Regions from separate parts of the Capra hircus genome. Here region 1 is linked to region 2. A link is a contact called in public Hi-C data. All regions are on one chromosome and are shown on one strand. The core of a region is the stretch at or near the end of the contact, and the rest is flanking DNA. Distances in the headings are between cores, read along the strand shown.

Region 1 (2,858 bases), core at 216-2,715, 130 kb before region 2:
CCCTTTCCTCTAGCACTTCATAGTTCAGCACTGGACACTGTGGGATCCAGACTGACAGGTGCAGTTAGTGAGCTGCCTGGATTGATTACTGTGGTGGAACCCAAGGGCAATAGGGCAACACATTACAGGAAAGTGGAAAGTGGAGAAAGACACGGGAACGGATCCATTAATTTATTCCACAAATCCTTATCAATCGCCGTTGCACATATAGCACAAGGGAAGCGCTCAATATCTGTTACTAGATGCCAGCCACTGTTCTAGGCGTTAGGGATGCCGCGGCGCGCAAGAAAGCGGCGGTGGCTCATTTCGTAGTCTTGAAGCTCACAGTATTTATTGCAAAGGACTACAGGCAGTGGACGTAATTATGTAAAATTGTGTGAGGTGCCCAGCAGGAAAACAGGCGGCTGAAATTCTTGAAAGGATGTTAGATCTTTCGGTTGGGGGCAGCCGTGGGCGGGTTTTGAGCAGGAGTGGCCTTGAGGGGGCCGGACTGTAGGGGGCGGGAAGACTGCAGGCCAGAAGAGCTGGTAATTTTAAGATGTAAGTATGTTTTGCTTGAGTGGAAGAAGGAGCTTGTGTCTAGGGGCGACGTGGTCGCTTGGTACGCTCGGGGTTCTCGTGGGACGTGCGCGAGTGCTAAGTCGCTTCAGTTGTGTCCGACTGGGGAATGCATTTTGAGTGTAAGCACGATTGCCTCTGCCTTAGGGGAACTGCAGCCCTAAATTCCTAGATTTTTCATGTTCAGCACATCTAGGCTCCTCCGCTCCCCAGATATGCAGACGCACCGTCTCCGGCTCGGATCCCGGCCGCTGCGCTGGCCCATGCGGCAGCAATCTTCGTTCCTTCCCGGCTCCGACAGTGCAACCCTGAGCAGACGGGAGGGGGCGGAGCTTGTGCTGCGGACCTAGGCGGTGGCGTGGGCCACGCCCCCGACCTAGACCCCGCCTCTGGACCCCGTTGATTGGGTTATGGTCGCGGAAGGGCCGGGCATCCTCGGAAGGCCCGTGGGTAGGGCTGAGACGGGGTTCTGATTGGCTTGGCTGGGATTAGGTCATTGCTAGCAGGTTCGTCCGGCTCGGACGCCGGCTGGGCGGCCGAGGCTGCTGTGAGAGGGCGCTCGAAGCTGCAGGAGAGCGAACTGGCGAAGGAGGCGGGCAGGCGGCTGCTGCACTCGCTCGACTGCTCGTTCCCTTCCCGTCGCCGCTGCGGGTCCTCAGCTGCTCTTCCTGCTCCGCGCCTTCTCGGTTACACGCCGTTGGAGCAGACGCTCTTCGTTCGCCTCCAGGCTCTGTTCAGGAGTCGTGCGCGCCCGCGGACCCCGCGCTGAGACCGAGCCGGCGCCACACCTGTGGAGCCGGCGGCCGTCGGGGGTGCCGGCCAGGGTCTCTCCGCGTGCGTGCTCCGGGCTGCGGGCCGCCGGAGCCCCGGGGGAGGCGCGCCCCCCGGCTGGGCGCCGCGGACACCATGGGGCTGCCCGCGCTCGAATTCAGTGACTGCTGCCTCGACAGCCCTCACTTCCGAGAGACGCTGAAGTCGCACGAAGCGGAGCTGGACAAGACCAACAAATTCATCAAGGAGCTCATCAAGGACGGGAAGTCACTCATCAGCGCGCTCAAGAGTGAGTGCCCGGGAGCCTGGCGCGGACGGTGCCCCGGGGCGGGAGGGGCCGTCGGGCGGCGCTCAGACCTAGGGGTCCCGCGCCCGGCTGGATTTCTGCCCCCGGGCGCTGAGGGACGGGCGTAGACCTTTGTCGCGAAGCGGAAAGGATACGTAAAATGGGCGAGCTAGCAACAAGACAGTGAAGGCAGAGACCCGGCACCCGGCCGTTTGCGTTCCGGGGGGACTGGGAGGTGACCAAGCGCGAGTAGCGCTCTGGGGCGCCGCGGGTGGGTGTGCGCGTCTCACAGGTGTCTCAGGAGTGGGACTGGAGTGCCTGGAGCACCGTAGCATATTGGGAAACCCCTTCGCGTCCACGGCTCCGGCTTCCTTGGGGGAGAGTTGCTCACCCCTGAGTGCCCAGCCGTGGGAATGGAGCGTGCCCCGCCAAGGGGGCGCTGCCTCCCCTCAGGAAAAGGCGGGTTGTGCCTGCTTCACTCCCTCCTGCTCAGGGCCGCCGGGGTCTCCGAGAGATCTCCTTCCCTTCCCAGAAAAGGGCTGGGTAGGGTGGTTGGTCAGCTCGCGATTCTTTGGAATAGTGGCAGCTTTTAACCCACCAGATCTAGAATCAGGGCCACGTACGTGTGCAGGTTCTGATTCTTGTGTTTAGCAGAAGGTGATAGGGGTGGGAGTACAGAATCAGAGTGTTCCTTTACTCTAAACTGTGGGCGAGGGTTTAAAAATAGAACGAACATATCCTCTCCCTCTCTCGCTCCCTCACTCTCCTTTTTTACCTCTCCCAATATCCTTGAAGACTCAAAGGTTTGGGAAGGAATGTCCTCGATCTTCGCTCAGAAAGAAGTTTAAACTTATCCTTAGAGATTTTCGAACCTTTTGCAAAACCATTTTTGCAAATTTCCCTTTGGCAGGGGAGAAATGAAATTTACATTCTGTGTATGATTTCCCTTGTCATTTGCAGAGCCAGAGAGTGTCTCCTTCTGGCCAAACGAGTGCTCTAGGGATGGATGCCTTGGATTGCTGAGCTCCTTTTTTTGGGTGCCTTTCCTGTCTACCCATTTAAGAATAATTTGGTCCATCTTTTATTTTTAAGAGTCAGAAATAACATAAAGGCAGATAGTGGAATTGTCTTTCACTTGATTTTTCCTTTCTCTTTGCTACATTTCTTAATAGGTGATATCTTTCAACTAGGAAAGCTTGTCTTGGCAGAGTGCAGCCGTGGGCCTGAGAATTGTCACCAAGTC
Region 2 (2,797 bases), core at 128-2,627:
AGGCTCTGTTGATCTGTGAAGCTAGAACCCTCCCTCACCCCTGACTCCCCCTAGTACCTTATGAAAGCCAGACCTCGCTGCCAGTTATGCCTCATATTTCCCTCCTCTGGGAATTTGAACATAATGCCATTTCCCCTTCAACGAGGGAAACATGTCCGAGGGTAATTTGAATGATTAGCCTAATCTGCAGCAAGGCTGCACATGGAATTAAGTTAAGCACATTTGTGCCTAGCAGCCTTGTCCGTCAGGCCACTTAAAGGTTCCTCGGTGGTTTATACCCTTAACAGAAGCTGAGGGTTCCGGAAGGGTCATTGGTTTTTATTACTGCCTTAAATGAAAGCTTGTTTTTAAAATTTGACAAGGGCCTCTGAGAGCTTTCTTTATTACTACCATGTGTGGGGTGCGTTTTTTACCCCAGCTCAGAACATTGCCAGGGCTTTGTTCTTGTGACAGTGGTGGAACGAGGTCACCCAGGAAACTATCTGGTTCAGGCAGAGCTTTGTCAGGCTGGCGGCTGCTCTCCTCTGAGGGGAGCCCAGAGGGTTCTGAGAACTCAGGCCTTGTGTGTCCTTGAGTCAGAAGAGGGGGTTCGGGTGCTCCCGTGCAGTTCCAAGCTCTTTCTGCCAGCTCCCACCTAAGGCCTGTTTGTCTTGTGTGTTAGATTGAGGTGCGTATTGTTGAGTCTGACATGAGGGCAGCTTCACTGACCATGCAGAGGGTCAATGACAGAGCAGGGCTGAGCAGATCCTAATGTGGGCTCTGACCCTGACATTCTTAGGCAAGTGGATTCCCACCCGTATCAAGTGGAGATGGCAGGACCTGCGGTGTAGCTTGAGGAATTAAGAGAGAGAGTGCCAGACTTGTCAAAGCAAATGTAGCAAAAGTACTGACTTGTGAAGCAAATCAGCTATTTCATGTTATAAACAGTTATTTACTGTTTTGAATCGACATTATTTTGTGCTCTGAGATGGGCTCAGGAACAGATCTCGCTGCTTTTTGTAGTACAAGGACTAAAAAGTGCAGTAAATATGAAAGCAGATTTATTTCAATAATTCACATTTTTTACTCTCTTTTTTGTTGTTGTTGCTAGATTTGTCTTCAGCGAAGCGGAAGTTTGCAGACTCCTTAAATGAATTTAAATTTCAGTGCATAGGAGACGCAGAAACAGACGATGAAATGTGTATAGGTAAGTCGCAGCCACGTGTAAGGAGGTGAAAAGTGCGCTGTCCACCACACTTTCATCGTCCTCACCGGGCCTCTCCCCGGAACAGCGAGCATGTAAGTGTCACACATTAAGAAGTCGGTATTGAGAGCAGAGCCAGCAGGGTGGAGTGAGCATCGGGGGCCCTCGGGCTCTCCTGGGCTTCTCCTCGGAGTCCTGGGGCCGCCTCTCCGCCTCTGGCCTTAGGAGAGCACGGGAAGGTAGGCGGTGGGGCTCCTGTCTCCACCCTCCACTAGCATGCTGCTTCTGGCTGGCTTCATGATGTTCTTCCCCTAATTCCAAGCGTGGTGCCTTAGGATTAGAACAAAAGCAGAACATGGGGAGATGGGAGAAGAGCTAGATCAGAGGTCCTAATGCAGACATGTTTTCTTGGACACTCATTTTTTAAAACTGAATTACCATATAAATTGAGTTTGTGTCAAGTTCCAGTTTTTCAGCTTCTCTAAAAATTGGGGAGCCTGAGAAGCCGACCTCTTGTTCTGCCCTGGCAGCAGTTGGCTGGGGCTATGTAGTTGTCCTCGCTTTTGGATGTGGAGAGAAGCTGGGTGTCTGCATCATTCACTGGCCCCCACCCCCCACACACACCTGCCCCTTGCATTTTCTTTAGCAAATAGACTGAGAGCGGAGGTTCCCACTTATTCCCTCACTGCATTGTGTCTCTCTTCACCGTCTCCTGTCCATCTTCTGTGGGCAGCACTGAGCACAGAGGATTTGCAATGTCAAGACACCTGTCTTTGCCAGATCCTAGTCTCTACACCTTATTCTTCCATTGGGTGTATTGGTTGACTCCATTAAGTGAGCAGGAGTTGAGCGAGTTACATTAAATTAATTAAGTCACCAAATGCTTATGGAGTCCCTGTTGGCTTACAGAGCATCAGAATCTGGGGGTGAGCAGAGGGAATTGGGAGACAGCTGAGAGTAGTGAAAACATATCATTGTTGTAATGCCTGAATATGTGAATGCTTTTCCCAACAATACATGAATGTCTCCAATATCCTTAGGGCTATTGTATGCAATGCTTGTTGTGTTTGGAATAATTTCAGTGAAAGAGACTGTCTACGCCTGATTGCTGTGCTGCCAACTGTGTTGCAATAATTAGGGGCTTGAGGATTCAGAGAGGAGGAACCCAAGGCAGAGAGGTGGCTTCCAATGCCAGCGGCGTTGTTTGTTTAACTCTGGTGCAAAGAAAAGGTTGGGTTCTGACGCAGCCCCACAACAAAGGTTGCAGAGGTTGAATTCCTGGGCAGGAAATCCTTGAACTCCTGAGAAGAACTCTATACCATCCAGCCTGGGAGCTAGCCAGCATCCCATCAGTCCTGGGTACTCTCAGGAACAGGCAGGCCTTTTCCTTGAAGGAAACCCTTCCCCAGCTTGAGTTCCCAGTGGATTATCCTGCATTTTGGGGTCATCCTTAATGGTTAGTGATGAAAAGACAAGGGGAGCCTTGGGAAGAGTTGTCTTTAGGCTTTTGCACATGCCAAGGGATTTTAGTCCATAACATAATAGCTGTATCTGGAAGGGTTTCCAAGAGCCTTTCACTCTACTTCCACCTCACACCCCCTTTCTCTTTTCTAG

The links. Hi-C and Micro-C count contacts between places; a contact is called where the count stands out from the background.
Region 1: a Hi-C map of liver shows a contact between it and region 2, with 4 times the contacts expected there. The contact joins the promoter of ARHGAP26 here to the enhancer-like site in region 2. A contact is called at or near these places in 3 of 5 Hi-C or Micro-C datasets (blood and liver).

Annotation. Positions count from the first base shown.
Region 1 is chr7:56,712,192-56,715,049 of ARS1.2, reverse strand. ARHGAP26 (rho GTPase-activating protein 26) reads left to right here and starts at 1,465. Exons shown (of 22, transcript XM_018050208.1): 1 at 1,465-1,618. The coding sequence starts at 1,465.
Region 2 is chr7:56,585,946-56,588,742 of ARS1.2, reverse strand. ARHGAP26 (rho GTPase-activating protein 26) reads left to right here. Exons shown (of 22, transcript XM_018050208.1): 2 at 1,091-1,186. Among named protein-coding and RNA genes, the nearest start is that of ARHGAP26, 130 kb to the left of the region's middle. Within about 2 kb of position 1,377, at least 1 of the 5 cell types and tissues checked has an H3K27ac peak or open chromatin away from gene starts, as enhancers often do.